2 separate regions of the Ovis aries genome follow, and region 2 is linked to region 1. The links are chromatin contacts, called in public Hi-C maps. All regions are on one chromosome and are shown on one strand. The core of a region is the stretch at or near the end of the contact, and the rest is flanking DNA. Distances in the headings are between cores, read along the strand shown. Region 1 overlaps DYNC1I1 (dynein cytoplasmic 1 intermediate chain 1). Region 2 holds the start of DLX5 (distal-less homeobox 5).

The links. A called contact is a pair of places that touch in the nucleus more often than the background predicts.
Region 2: a Hi-C map of liver shows a contact between it and region 1, with 7 times the contacts expected there. The contact joins the promoter of DLX5 here to the enhancer-like site in region 1. A contact is called at or near these places in 7 of 16 Hi-C or Micro-C datasets (blood, liver, muscle and 3 more).

Annotation. Positions count from the first base shown.
Region 1 is chr4:14,184,044-14,191,720 of ARS-UI_Ramb_v3.0, forward strand. DYNC1I1 (dynein cytoplasmic 1 intermediate chain 1) reads left to right here. Exons shown (of 17, transcript XM_004007740.5): 15 at 5,106-5,246. Among named protein-coding and RNA genes, the nearest start is that of TRNAS-GGA, 120 kb to the left of the region's middle. Within about 2 kb of position 4,753, at least 4 of the 54 cell types and tissues checked have an H3K27ac peak or open chromatin away from gene starts, as enhancers often do. A contact at or near this core is called in liver, where this site is marked.
Region 2 is chr4:15,160,070-15,167,746 of ARS-UI_Ramb_v3.0, forward strand. DLX5 (distal-less homeobox 5) reads right to left here and starts at 3,488. Exons shown (of 3, transcript XM_015095203.3): 1 at 2,956-3,488; 2 at 837-1,021. The coding sequence starts at 3,310.

The sequences.
Region 1 (7,677 bases), core at 3,503-6,002:
TTAGTTGTCCACCCCCATCCGACCAACCCATATAATACCCTTTTCCCTACTCCCCGCCCTTCCAAAGAAAGGTTCATGGTTTGGGTCGAGATTTCTAAGTTGGCTTTGAAAGCTAATCATTTACAGGCAGATGCAACCTCAAGAACCACAGTGTTTGGAGGTGTTCGGAGGCATTTTAGCACAAAATATTCCTTTTCATCAGCCTTCAAAAAACTAAAGCCCATTGGGACGCCTTGAGCTCTCTGATAAGAGGAAAATAAATCATATAGAGGAAAATAAACACTATATTTCCTGGATGTGACTTTGGTACATTTCTGACATCAGAAATAGAAATTCACCTCTCATGAAATCATTTTATACTTAACTGATTGGAAAAATGTGCAGCTCTCCTCATCGTCAGAAGTGTACTTATAAAATCAAAGCTCAATCTAGAGATCAAGTCTTTATTGTAAAACGTTGATGGATGTTGTAACTGTTCATTTTTGAACAGAATTCACTACCTGCCTCTTGTATGTAAATTTAGTATTTTTTATCCCTTCTCCAACTGGTCAAATAAATCTTTTATTACTTTTATTATTTCATTTTTTTCACTGAAAACTACCTTCATATATCTTCGTGGATTTTGATGAAATATGAACTCAAAGTAAAAAAAAAATTGCTGAGATATAAATTCCACAGAACATCAAGGAAGATGGCTTTAATTATAATATGTACTTTTGAATAACTCGTTGTTAAACTTTCACATGCCTTATTCCATTCAGCTCTTACCACAGAACAGTTATAGAATCACAAAGCCAGTGGGAACCCTTGAGGTCAGTTTCTCCAGATTTCCATCTTACAGATGAAAATAAACTAAGATCTGAGGATGCTAAGTTGAAATTTCCCGAGGTCTGTAGTTTTTGCACTTTCTCTTACTTCCTTTTCCGTTCCATCCTCCTCGTTTTATCCCCATCTATCAGATAATATAATTCAATTGGAGTCCTTCACCCAAGGCTGTATAGGCATTGAGTGAACTTGAACCTGGATCTTTGCTTTCAGCATCATTTTATTCTCCTCTCTAATGCATGGCCTGCATTAATCTCTGCTGGCTAAAAGGCCATTTCCACCCTTTTTCTTAGTTTGCTGGAGAGAAAGATTTCTGTTAGCGTCACAAGATGCCAAGGGTCCCTGGAATTGTATGGGGAGCAGCCTTGGGATTATTAATAACTGATTCAGGAAATGAAAGGTTCTGACTGTGATATTTTTAACTCTTCCTAAAAGTTACATAAGGTGTGCTTAGTAAGTATGGGTTGAATTGAATGGGATAGCAGCCAGGACTGGTAACAGATTTCTCTTTCTGTGAAGACTGGAGACCTTCACTGTGTTTCATAGAGGACCCCCCACGGTTCCAGCAAACAGAAAATGGACTTGACAGCTAGAAAAACCAAAGAACCAACTCCAATGTCGCCACGTACAACGTCGGGAAAGCTACTGACTTTCCTGAACTGTCATTTTATTTTCTGTAAATATTGTCTACCTTTCAGAGATTTGATGTGAATTAAATTAGGCAATATGTATATGGAGTCAGGCACATGCAAACACCCAGTAATATACCCTGCCCTGCCCTTCAAGCCTGTCTGGGAGGTGACTGGTAGCCTACTTCTCCACGTCGAGAATCAGGGCATTAAAATCATGCTGATCCGTGTCTGGATATTTTAGCATTTGGGGGGCACAGCCCTGGAAACTTGTCTGGTTATTACAGCTTTTTTTCATTGGCGTGCGTCACACATACTGTGGGCTGCGTTACAAGGCAGTTTTCCTTTTCCTTTTCTTTTTTCTAACAGGCCACCAATACCAAGCAGGGCATCAGAAAAAGAGAATACACAAGTGAAGGGGTTTTTGCCTAGTGAAATTTGATTGTCTTGAAAAACACTTTCTATGGTACACACAGTGGAATGATATTTACTTTACTAAGTGGCCTAGTATTTTGCAGAGTAAATATCTAAGATTATCAAGCTTCTGTAGCTTTAATACATACAAATGATGTTACAAGTTCCTCCTCAAAAATCACTGGTCAAATTTGCCCCTACACTTTCCACCTTTTCAAAACTTGTAGTGTTTTAAAACTGGTGCTAATGCACTAGCAAGCTATAACAACTTTGTGTATACAAGCATCTATGTTTCAGAATTCAAAACCAGAATCTTTAGGCCCTAATGCTTTTGATGTATTATATGAAAGTGCTAGTATTTCATGATATATATGTAAATTAGGAAATGTTTTATATTAAGTGTTTGAGACAAATTTTCAGAGAGGTTTTCAGCTTACCTTTTGAGTCCCAAATAAGATAGAATGAAAGCTCCTTTATCGAAAAAAAACTGCACTTAATATTTGGAATAGCAGTGCTTACTGTTATAAGAGTGGCATTAGCCTATGCCTGTGGTGTCTGGTGATCTAATCTTGGGAACTAGTGGGTCACGGATGGTGGTTCCCTTGGTACCTTGCTAATGCCTTCAATCCTGACCAAGGCTTCTTCATCCTGTAAATTTATCAAGGTTAAAACAAATCCTTTGAAAAGATAAATCCTCTCCCTTGCCCCAAATGTGCACAATCTGTAATTTAGAATTACTTGCATAGTGACTTTTAGAATGAAAGATTCAGTCTTGGAGGTAGGAGGTAATAAGGGAATATTAGCATTTCGGTACAAGACGATTTAATACGAGAAAATTGGTTTTTGGTCGGATGAAACTAAAAGTTATTTCCAGATGTTTAAAAGGTAAAATATCCAAGATATACTACAGTTTTGACTAAGTTTCTTTAAAAAAAAAAAAAGCCACCAAAAGAGAAAAGGAAAGAAACACTAGAGATTAGCAATGTAATTTGAGAGAATTAACATATCAAATAATATCAGCTTCTTAGAAAATGCCTGGATGGTTTTAAAGCTGGATGGTTTTCTAATTGAGCAAAGCAAGGACTGTAGATTAGTTATATATTTATTGAATGTCTGTGTTCATCTGTGTCTACACCTCTATATGCTCAGTTATCCTATCAGCTGGGTTATTAATAAAGGGTCCTGAGAACTGGCTTTTTAAAGCATGTATAAATCTTTTCTACTCTTTGATTTTAAGAAAAATATGTTACTCATATTCTCTAACAAATAGTGACTGGCTAGCTATAAAGTCAAGAATTTGGGACAAATAATCTTCTACTAAGAGAATTTAATACTCAGAAGCAATCAATGAAGGACCACCTACTTTATCTACCCTGGCTTTTTTTTTTTTAATATTAATTTAAAAAGATAATGTTTTCATACTATTTTAAGGCATCACTGGATATTCAGATTCTCTGGAGAAGGAAGTTTGAATCATCTAGTCCAAGCAGTGAGAGAGGATGGGAAAAAGCCACATCAATAGCAAATAGGCAAATAATCTTAGGTCCAAATTAGAGTGCAAATATGGGATAGAATAGATATGTTGGCATAAGAGTTATAATGTAGAGGAGTAAAATACAAAGCTGTAAAACTAATGTCCATTTAATTCTTTTTGCGATTAGCAGTGTTACATGTTTTTCTAGCTACTTCTTAAATTAAAAATAAGACCACACACACTACCCACCCTACACACACAATGTCTCACCTAAAATCTTCTGTTGCTTTAATAGTCTTACAACTATATTCACGTCTCAGCAATGCCAAAGCAAGATAATTCATGGAAGGAGACATCACTTAGTCACTACCTTAAATTTTTGCATTAGGTTCAGGCTGTGGGAGTTTTATTGTCTTCTTACAGATTTTTTTCCCACTTTGAGTTCAGCATATGGATTTTGGGCTTTTTATTTTCTCTCACAAAACATCTTGGGAATTTGCTCAGATATTTGGTGCTGATTCCCCACAGATAGGTTCTTTGAACATTTTCTGCAGAAAGGATTTGCTTGTTCATATTGTGTGTTATCATTCTTTGGTCTTATTACGCTGGCCTGTACAGGCATTCCACGGTGCCCATGAAGAGGGTACAGACAGCTGACTGGATGAAGACATTGGGGAAAAAAACTCCCATTGTTTAGATTTCTGTCAGAGGATATAAGAATACTTAATTTCTTTTATCTCTAGGGCTTTCATTATCATTTAAATTTCATTTTACATTAATTGATCAGGGATTAGTAAAGCCATTATGCAGAAATTAGAATAAGACAAGCCAGATGGAATGAATAATTCATGAAGTCCAATTACGTTTTATTTCTGGTGTACTTGCCTCTGACTTCTGTGCTATTTTGATGTGACAGTATTCGCTGGAAATCAGGAGTGCCATTTTAATTTATTGTATCCCTCTGGAGGGGAAGCTTTTGTATGCAGTAGGGGTGTGTTAATGCATTTTCCCCCCAAAACACCGATTTTCAGGGCTCTTAGAAATATTGGGTGAGCTAGAAAATGTGATTCGCCTTCCACGGAGGTTGAGGGGACAGTGCATTGAGCCTCACCAGTACACTTGATTTGGGTGAACTGATCCTAGATGGAGAGGCCAGAGTCTCAGAACCGCGAGATGTTTCGCGTGCCCGACGAGCTAACGATCCCTTTAAACTACGTGACCCCATTCCCGCGCAAAGGAGCCATTAAAGTATAAATCTGGCCCCGGAGTCGGATTGGAAGCAGAGCTGCAGCCACGGAAAACGGCCGCTAGGTGGCAGGCGTTGCCTTCCGTGCTAAGGGTTCTGGGTCACCGCGATTGCCCGGGCTTCCAGAGCCTTCCCCCGCGGGTCTTACCCCGGCGAGCCGAGCACGCCTGGGTTCGGCCCCCAGCAGCTCGCATCGCGCAGCCCGACGAGCACCCCGAGTGCCCGGGCCGCCCGTTCACCTGTGTGGAATGTCTCCCCCGACTGTGTCCGAAGCCGCCTCCCCGCCCGTCCCAGCCCCCAGCCCCTTAGGAGTCCCTCCCCGCCCCCCACCCCCGGTATTTATTTATGCCAGTGGACAGTTCTAGTAACTTTAAAGCTGCGGTTCACCTTCCCGAGGACTTTCATCTCGGGAAGTTTTATGACACTTTGTGAATGTGCAAAGTTTTTAATTAGGCTCGCTAGACAGCCCGAGGCAGCGGCAGCGCCACAAAGTCTTCACGGTCTCTCTGCTTTACAGCACAACAAGCCGCTCTACTCCTTTGAAGACAATGCCGACTATGTGTACGATGTCATGTGGTCGCCCGTGCACCCCGCGCTCTTTGCCTGCGTGGACGGGATGGGGCGCTTGGACCTCTGGAACCTCAACAATGACACCGAGGTGAGCGCAGGCGCCGGACCCGGCGGGCTGGGAGGGGGGCGCCGGCGGCTTCTCTCCGTCTCCCCCTCTCTCAGAAACGGCCTTTTTTTGGACAGACCCTCTAATTGCAGCTGTGCTGCCGACCCCCCCATTCTCCGCTGCTCTGCAGGGAATTGGCAGATGCATTTGGCCCCAAATCATTTAATCTCACTTCATCCCTAAAACCGTGGCAGAATCCTGGACAATTGACGACCCTTCTTTGCAAAGAGCAAAACCATACGTGTTCACGCCTTTCACTGCGGGAAAGGACACTGGGGCATATTTGAGAGTGGTGTTGAAATAACTATGGGCAAACACTTGGAAAAGTAAGCTTTTGTGGACTCTGACTTGAGATTGGGCTTTTTTAAAGGGCTATTTGCCAGTGTTTGCTGTTTGCACGATTTCTGTTTTAAATCTGTAAAAGATGATTCTCTGGACTGTTGATGTTTAGATCTAGTGTTCATTTAATTTTTAGAAGGTAAATAATCCTTGTCTAAGAGACTGAACTCACCACTCTTGTAATAGTTTCTATCTCTGAACATGTTTATTAAATTCAGTAATTTTTAAAAAATATTTTAACATGTCACATTTGGAGTACTTCACAAGTGAAATTTTTTTCAAAAGGCAATTAATCACAGGGAAATAGTCTTTAAAAAATCATGCTGTATATATTCATGTTTTTAAAATTATGTCACATGGCTTATTCCTTTTTTCCACTCTCAAAATTATTGAGGTGCTGATTTTCAGGTACTAGAGTTTGGGGGTTGAGTTTAAAAAGAAACAAGAATATTAAAGGTCCTTCAGTTTAATACAATAAAATGGTCTGGTCATCAGCTGGTCCGTGATTTAGGGTAGCTCTCCATCAATAAGAGTGGACAGGTAAGAAGAACAAGTGCTGAAAACTACGTGTCAAGTGGAGAACAAGGGAGAGGTCTTTTGAAGTGTTCTGAACAGGAAACAGCTCAGCCTTTTTAATTAGGAAGCCTGCAGCTGGGGGATGTGAAGAGAACCGGGCTGCCCTGATATTTTTTGGGGAGGGGCAGAGAAATATCCTTCAGGTGTTAATACTGAGTCACTGTATCATACAAGATTATATGCACCTAAAACCACTGCCAAATAGTTGTCTTTTACAAATCTTTCCATTTAACTCTGTTTTTGATTTTTCCTTTTGGCTACCAGAACTGCATGACAAGGACAAGAGTTATGTAATGAAGTGTCCTTGGAAATGCAGGGCAGCAGTACGTGCAGGGCCCATCATTTCAGACTTTGAAACATTTATAACATTATTGCCTTTCATGGAAAGGTGCCTACTACTAGACAATGTAATGGTTTCCCAAAGTCTTTCATCACCATTGATTAAAATCATATTGTTTCTTTTGGTAGAATAAACTCATTCACTGTAAACAACCCAAAAAGCACAGTTTTCAGTTTGACTTAGGAAACAACCCACCTCCTGCCACACACACACGCAATTAGAAATCAGATTTACTAGAAGTGAGTTCAGGTGATACTCAACTATTAATATGGTGCAGTGGCGTGTCCTACCAACTCCTTAGTAATTCCTCTGTAACTCTTTTTGTTTAGTTTTGGGTTTTTTTTATCTGCTCTTTAGGTAAAATGAAATAATATCTCAGCATTGCCAAATGTGATTTTTTTTTCTCCCTTCCCTCTCTCTAGGTATCAAGAGACAACCGCATAAGTCCTTTATAGCTAAGCATTTTAAGAAATCATTACTAGGCATGCAAATCGTTTAGTTTTGCGGTGAACGTAGGTCTGCTTTTGCAATAATAGTAGATACATTGAGCCTGATTCAGATCCAGTAATAAACTGAACACTTTTTAAAACCCTCAAATCACTTTCGTCTTCTGTCAAGTTGAACAAGATTTTTAAAATATTTGTCCGATTAGAAATTAGATTTGTTTAAAAAAAAAAAACCAAAAAGCCTGAAACTTCAGTGCTTCTTAGTCGGTGTTCGAAATACAGTGCTTTTTAAACCAACTTATTCCAAGTACTCCTATGCAAAGACAGTTTTTACATTCACCTACTTCACTGTTACTGATCTCTACACAGTGTGGTAAATTATGTATATATATTCTGTGTTTGCAATTAAAATGATTAAAAACTGTGAAAATAAGAAACTGAAATACAGGAGTAAGAGACAGTTATGCATTATTTTCATTATAGATTCAGTGACTTTTGAAAACTCATTACTTGTCAAATTAATGAAATATTTTTGTCATTTTCTTCATACATTTCATAATTCTTTTAGTATGTGTTATAGACTGCCAGTTTCTATTTTTTTACCCCCACCATTTATAGCATCTATGAAAAGAAGATATTTTTAAATGGTTAAAATAGAAATTGTTCCAGTTTGCTACATTACTTAATTCTAAATAAATATATAAAATTCTTT
Region 2 (7,677 bases), core at 2,238-4,737, 970 kb after region 1:
TGAAGGGGCTGGACCCAAGGTCACAGTCTGGATCATGGGCCCCAGAGGGGCCGCCGCTGGCGCAGGACCCCAGGCTTCAGTCTTTGGTTGGGGCCGGGGGAGGGGGCGCGAGTGTCCACGCCGGCGAGAGCGCACGTGTAACCCAGCGCTGGAAGCACGCAACGCGGCGCCACGAACGTCTCCAAAACAACCGCTCGGGCGCCGTGCGCCAGGGGCGCGTCCGCGCGAGGTGGGAGGAGGACCGAGGAGTGGCCTCCCCGCTGCCCGACCGCCTCCTTTTCCTCCCACTCCTGCTCGGCTTCGAGGGCATTCTTTATTCTTCCGTCGGCCCCCGTGGGGTTGCGGTGGGAGTGAAGGGGACCGTCCAGGGCAGACTTTCCCGGGCCACAGCGCCCCCCACCTCGGGCCCGCCGCAGGCGCAGGGCGTCACCCTCTGCTTCCGGCCGCCAGCGCGCGGCCTGAGACCCCCGCGCGGGGGCCGGGCCCTGCTTACCCCCGCTGCTCTGCACTGTGCGGAGCACTAGACAGTTTCTTAAAGCTGCGAGGGTGTCCTCGAGACAACCCTCGCCTTGTTCCCAATCTAGGGAACTGGCCCCTCAGCCCCCGTAGACTCGAAGGGCGGGGGGCTGCTTCTGGGGATGAACGACGTCTCGCTGCCGTCTCCACCACTCACGGCGACGCCACCCGGCCTAGAGGGGAGGGCGCGGGGTCAGTGTCTGTCTGCGAGTTTCTCGCGGGCCCTGATGAGTCGGCTCCAGCCCGCCGGGACCGAACCGCGCGGCCCGGCCAGGCTTGCAGCCCACCGGGGCTCTGGCCCAGGCCGCGGCCGGATTTACCTGTGTTTGCGTCAGTCCCAGCGAGGCGGCCAGCTCGGCGCGTTCGGGCAGGGCGAGGTACTGAGTCTTCTGAAACCTTCTCTGTAACGCGGCCAGCTGAAAGCTGGAATAAATAGTCCTGGGTTTACGAACTTTCTTTGGTTTGCCGTTCACCATCCTCACCTCGGGCTCGGCCACTTCTTTCTCTAAATAATCAAAACAGACCCGGTTAGAACTCCTTGGCAGACAATGGCCCTTTTGCAGAACTTGCGAATACAGTCCTTGAAATTCTTACCACGCAGCCTTCACTCTTTTCCCCATATCACCACCTTTACTTCACGGGACAGCACCCTCCCCGCCTCCCCCCGACCCCTCATCATGTAAAAGGCCAGGTAGCCTGATTAATTTCCTTCTCTGTTTATTCAGGTTCTCCTGGGTTTTTGCAGAGCGTCTGGCACAGCAAAACTCCCTTCTTGGCGTCCGGGATTTAGCCCTTGCAGCGGTTCTTGCTTCCCCCGGATTCGTTTTCAATCCCACTCTGTGTTCACCGACGGCTCTAGGGTGAGTTTTGGGCCCGTCTCTCCCGGGGATTCAAGCGAGGAAGCCCGGACTGTGGTCCCCCTTATGTCAGCGTCTGTTCGGGCGCCCACAGAGGCCAGACGCTTGGGCAGGGAAGACGCTAACCGAGGTCTCCAAAGTTCAAAGACCCACAAGCAAACTGCTCCTTCAATTCAGAGGCAAGCGGTCCGAGCCGCCGCAGACAGAGGGTCGATTATGCAGCCCCCATAATCTCCCTGCAGATCTGCGAGGGCACAGATGTGTCTGGTTTCTTTTACAAATAGACTTAATAAGTTCTTGGCCAAAAGGAAAAAAAAAAAATCTTTCATGTATGCACGAAGCACAGAGCCACTGAAAGAACGAAGACACCCCACTTCTCCTCCCCCCGCCCCCATCCACCCACCCACCACACTGGCAATCTTTTAAAGTTTATCAAGAGTTACAATTTGAAAAAGAATCTGCGGTGGGGTGTTTTCGTAGGAAAGGGGCGGCAGATCAGGACGAATTTAGCAGACTTGGTAGTATAGACTTGGCGGGGCGCGGGGAGGGGGGTGGCGGGAGCGGAGACTCTCCGAACGCGTGTTTTCCAAACGTGCCCTGGGGCCACAAGTCCCCTTTCACAAAAGTACTTTCTTATCAAAAGTGCCCATCTCTGAAAGGGGCGGAGACCCTCTCCTTGGGGTGTGCGTGTGCATGTGTGTGTGTGTGTGTGTGTGTGTGTGTGTGTGTGCGCGCGCCGAGCTCCTGGGAGAAGGGCGGAGGATGAGGACTGTGGTCTCCATTCTGCCAGAGCAGGGGATGCTAATATTAGCAGGATTATTAATGTGCTGGTGGGAAGAGATCAAACCTGACCAGCAAAACCTCTCCAAGGAGACCTCATACCGCTCTTACCGCCCAAATTCACTAACCCTCAAACTCTCCAACTAAGTTTCAAGGCAGACGAAAAAGGAGACGCCTTGAAAAAGGAGATGGGAAGGAGAAACAAATTTTAGGCACCCAATGGAGAAAAAAAAATATTGCTCCAATAACGTGACCCTTCAGCAAACCTCCTCCACCTTTAAATGGCTTTTTGTTTTTGGAAATGCCTTGGATAAACCGCAGGGCTCTCGGCGCGCTCTTCCTCTGGCGGGCTAGGGCTCGCGGGCCCCCACCCTGCCCCGTGTGCTCAGGGCACCCATACCACGCTGGCTCGCAGCTGCTCCCAGACTGTTCCCCACGGAGTCTTTGAGGCAGCCATGCATCCCGACTCCCACCGATCGAGCTCGCCTACCCCCCTCCCGCCCCCGCCCCCGCTCCCAAATCCAACAAATAGCCTCCCTACCCCCTTTTCCAGCTTAGCCGGCTTCCTGACCGGGCAAGCTGAGAATCCAGCGACTGAGCGGTCGCCTGAAGGGACCGAAGAGAAGAGACGCTGGCTCGAACAACCCCCTCAGGCTGCCTCTGCTAAGAATCTCTAAAATGCTGGCCCGGGAATCTCTCCCGTTCGTAAACTCGGCCCCCACTCCCTTCCGCCGGGGGCTCCCCCATGCCCTACCGCGTCTCCCTCCCCCCGAAGCCTGACTCCCACCCCCACCCCCGGTACCTGGCTGGCTGGTGGCGCTCGGAACGCGGTTGTAGGCGCCGCCGTACTGGTGGTAGGGGCTGGCGTAGCTGTAGTCGGCGTAAGCTTTGGCGGGGTAGCTGCCGGCGGAGCCGTTCACGCCGTGGTACTGGTACTGGTACGGGTTGAGCGCCTTGCCGTAGGAAGCCGAGGTAGGAGAGCAGTAGCCGTGCGGGGCTCCCCCCGGGGCGCTGTAGTAGTCGGAATCGGTAGCCGACGACTCGGGCAGAGTTGGCGATTCCTGAGACGGGTGGTGCATAGCTGCGGCCGTCTGGAACGGGGCTTGGAAGTCGCCGGATCGGATGCTGGGGACCCTTCTGTCAAACACTCCTGTCATCGCTCGCTGGCGGCGGCGGCCCGAATTGGCTGTGGGGCTGCTCTGGTCTAAGCTGACATGGCTGTAGGAGCGAGGGAGGAGGAGGAAGAGGAGGAGGAGGAGAGGCGGCGGCGGCGGCGGCGGCGGCGAGGAGGAGGCTGGGAGTCGCGGAGGCTCTGTCTCGGGCAGGCTGACTGCTGGCTGAAGCGCAGCACAGCCTTGGTTAAATCCTTAATTGCGCGCTTACGCACAGCGGGGTGGATCGGGTTCCATTGGCCAGGGCCTCCTGAGCAGGAGCAACACCCTAACTCGTCCAACTAGTTTTAGCACAACAAAGCATTGCTTAAAAAAAAAAAAAAGAGGGAGAAAAAAAATGAAGGGGTGGGGGGAAGACAGAGAGAGAGAGAGACAGAGTTGTTGCTTGTTGGGGGAAGGAGGGGTGTCTCAGGCAATCTGTTTCCAGTGAATTCTAGAGACGACGCAGAAGCCCCAGCACCCAGCTCTGTACTGTCTGGAGACAATGTGTTCCAATGAGCAGCCTCAGAAAGTGCACATGTTTTGGGATGAGGTCGACCACTGTCTCTCCTTGCTTCTCAGCTGCACCAGGGGCGAATGTGGAATTGAACACTGAAGAGTGGAGATGTGGGACAAAGGCAAAAAGAAACTGATGAGAACAATATTTTTAGTGGGGTACTGGGAGCTAAGTTGTAATTTACATGTGCTGAAAATTTGCGATTTGGGGAAAGACAGACAAATCTGGAGCAAGCACTTCGTTTGCCCGAGATGAGTTTTATTTCTGAGAGGGTGAGACAAGGGTGCTCAAGAGGCACAATAAATGGCAGGAAGAGTTCCTGCAGCCCCCGGTGCCCACAGTGACTTTAAAAATCACTGCCTTAAGCACAAATACTTTAATGACTCCTAAAGTGCTGGTCCCCAAAAGGTGCAGGCAGCCCCACATTTTGTCCAATATTCTAGTCTATTTGGATGCTATTTGAATAGAGGATCTATAATTCTGTGTTCAGCGGCCAAAGACTCCTGCAAAAGTGAACGGTCTACTTATGACCTGTCCTCAGGGACTTAATGGGAACCCGTGGAACACTGGAAAGTAGAGATAAAAGCTCTTTAGGGAAGTTGGGTGAATCTCATGGATTTCCCACTCCCAGCTCCACGGAGGTAGAACCAAGGGCCTGCTTTTTCCTTCCCCAGGTCTGGGTTCCTTGCAAAGAGAGAAAAGGCTCAGGAATCAGACCCTTGATGTTTGGGATGCAGAGTTTGCTTTTCATGACATGTCGTTCTTGCTCTAGCAGTGATCTAGCTGGGAGATTAGAAATTTAATATTAGTTTACCGCTCCCCACTGCCCCTCTCCTCAAATAGGCCCCTCACTACAGGAGCTGGATCCTGATTTGGGCCCTCCCAGCATCCTCCTCCAGGGGTCGGGAGATTTGGAGCCTGGGAGCTTCACACCACTTCCAGGGTGGATGGCCTCTTATTAGTGCTTCCTCTCTGCCCCCCACTGCCAATTGAAGAAGAAAATACCTCCATTAATTGTGTCTTGTCCTGGTATAACTGGGGAACTATTTTGGCTCAAAACATGCTAGCAGGAGAGTCGAGTGGTGGGGGCAGGTGTGGAACTTGGTGCCCGGGTGCCAGCCACATGCCAGCCGGGTGCCAGCCTGGCTCTGAAACTCCAAAGCTGAGGAGCAACCACGTGTGCACCAACTCCCTGCCTCTGCCATCTGGGCGTCGAGAAACCACAGCTGTGGTCGCTGGGCCCTTTGGGGGCAACTTCAGCTGGTGGGGGGTGGACAAGAAAGGCGAGGTGTGTGTCACCAGGTCCACAGTGTCCCATGCCCTGGACTTCTCTGAGACAGATGCCCCGTGAAGAGAGGCAAGGCTGGCCACCCGTCCTTGCCCCATGCTGTGGATGTCAGCCTGGCTGTCCACCCCCTGGCTTTAGGCTGAGGAGGACCACAGGGCTTTGGAGGAATACTAGCAACAGGCTTGCAGTCCTGGCCTGTGCTCTGGAGAAGTTGTCGGTGCCCATTGAGTCACCTTACACACATCCTGCCGTTTAATTACACGAGTCGCTTCCCCAAAGCAATGCTAAGAATGGTTCAAAGCACCTCCTGGCAAAGGCAAGGGACTCAGGGAGCAGGCGCCCTTCCACAGCATCCCCCTTCCTTCTACCGCCACAGCCCTGCCCTGGTACTTTTTATTTATTACAGATTTAAAAGTTATTATGTGGAGGGAAATAAGGGCAATAGGGTTATGCTAAATCAAGTGTTCCTAGCAATGTCCTTAGACCTTGCTGAGAAGGCAGATTCCCACTTGGATGGATTGGAAGCTGCAGAATTTGGGCAAAATTTAGAAGTTCAAGATCCAGTTGACAACACAATGCTACAACATCAAGTTACCCTAAACCTTGCTAAATTTCACCTCAGATTAAAAAAAAAAAAATACAGGACATTCTCTGCCACAGTTTTTACACAAGACAAAAAGGAGTGGGGCGGAAGGGAAGGCTTTAATTCTTTGTTTCAATTCCTAAAGTGTTGGCCTTCATGCCAGACAGGAAGACACTTTTGCAAAGGCCTCTAAGGGCCTCCAAATCTGGGTTGTGTCTCTGAGTCCAGAGCATCGACTTGCTTGCTTTGTCCTGTTATTTTCTAGGTTGACCCCACTCCCCAGTAGCCTTCTTTTCCTTAAAGAAGCAGGAGGGAGAGGGAGCGCTAAGTTAAAAGGGGCCACGATATGGTCCCATTTCATTTCCCGTATTGTCTTTGTGACTCTGCGCACCGCTGTCCTTCGCCCCCTCCCCCTTCCCCCACACCCCAGCCTGGCTGCCGCTTCAGACCCACCCTCCCGGACTGGCTTTGGGTAGCCTGGCTGACAGGGTAGCAACTTTTGCTGGTACTGTGGTGGTTCTGACACAAAGGCCCAGAGGTTGGAGACGAGCGGGCTGGACGCTGTCAACTCTTTCTAAACCCACTGACCGGCCCAGCCGTGGAGAAACAGCCCCGCGGCTTCCAACTTCTCCAGAAATGCTCTCCCCGCGGTGGCACGTAGGAAGAATGTGAGTAATTTCATCTCCTAGTAGCCGAAATTTGCAAAGGGCGGGAGGGGGTGGAGGAGACTCGGACGCTAAGAGAAGAGCAAGTCTTTACCACGAGCGCCACCCAGTGTCCACGAGGAACAGCGTGCAAATGGCAAACGCTTCCCAGACTCGGCGTCCCTGGCTAGACAAGGGTGGTTTTTCCTGGGGTTCCAATCGGCTACCACGTGGCTTTCCTTCCGTCTCTTTCAGCAGGTCTTTTCTCTCCGCTCATACGGCCCTTCGTTCCTTTCCTGTTACTCCTTATACATTCAAACTCTTCCTCTTCCCCTCAGCCCCAACCAGATCACTTTTTTCACCCAGCAGTTTTGGGGAGTACCATTCCAAAAAATATATCTATTTCTGCTTTATTGACTGTGCCAAAGCCTTTGACTGTGTGGATCACAAGAAACTGGAAAATTCTGAAAGAGATGGGGATACAGACCACCTGACCTGCCTCTTGAGAAACCTATATGCAGGTCAGGAAGCAACAATTAGAACTGGACATGGAACAACAGACTGGTTCCAAATAGGAAAAGGAGGACGTCAAGGCTGTATATTGTCACCCTGCTTATTTAACTTCTATGCAGAGTACATCATGAGAAACGCTGGACTGGAAGAAGCACAAGCTGGAATCAAGCTTGCCAGGAGAAATATCAATAACCTCAGATATGCAGATGACACCACCCTTATGGCAGAAAGTGAAGAGGAACTAAAAAGCCTCTTGATGAAAGTGAAAGAGGAGAGTGAAAAAGTTGGCTTAAAGCTCAACATTCAGAAAATGAAGATCATGGCATCCGGTCCCATCACTTCATGGGAAATAGGTGGGGAAACAGTGGAATCAGTGTCAGACTTTATTTTTTTGAGGCTCCAAAATCACTGCAGATGGTGATTGCAGCCATGAAATTAAAAGACGCTTACTCCTTGGAAGAAAAGTTATGACCAACCTAGATAGCATGTTGAAAAGCAGAGATATTACTTTGCCAACAAAGGTCCGTCTAGTCAAGGCTATGGTTTTTCCAGTGGTCATGTATGGTTGTGAGAGTTGGACTGTGAAGAAAGCTGAGTGCTGAAGAATTGATGCTTTTGAACTGTGGTGTTGGAGAAGATTCTTGAGAGTCCCTTGGACTGCAAGGAGATCCAACCAGTCCATCCTAAAGGAGATCGGTCCTGGGTGTTCTTTGGAAGAAATGATTCTAAAGCTGAAACTCCAGTACTTTGGCCACCTCATGGGAAGAGTTGACTCATTGGAAAAGACTCTAATGCTGGGAGGGATTGGGGGCAAGAGGAGAAGGGGAC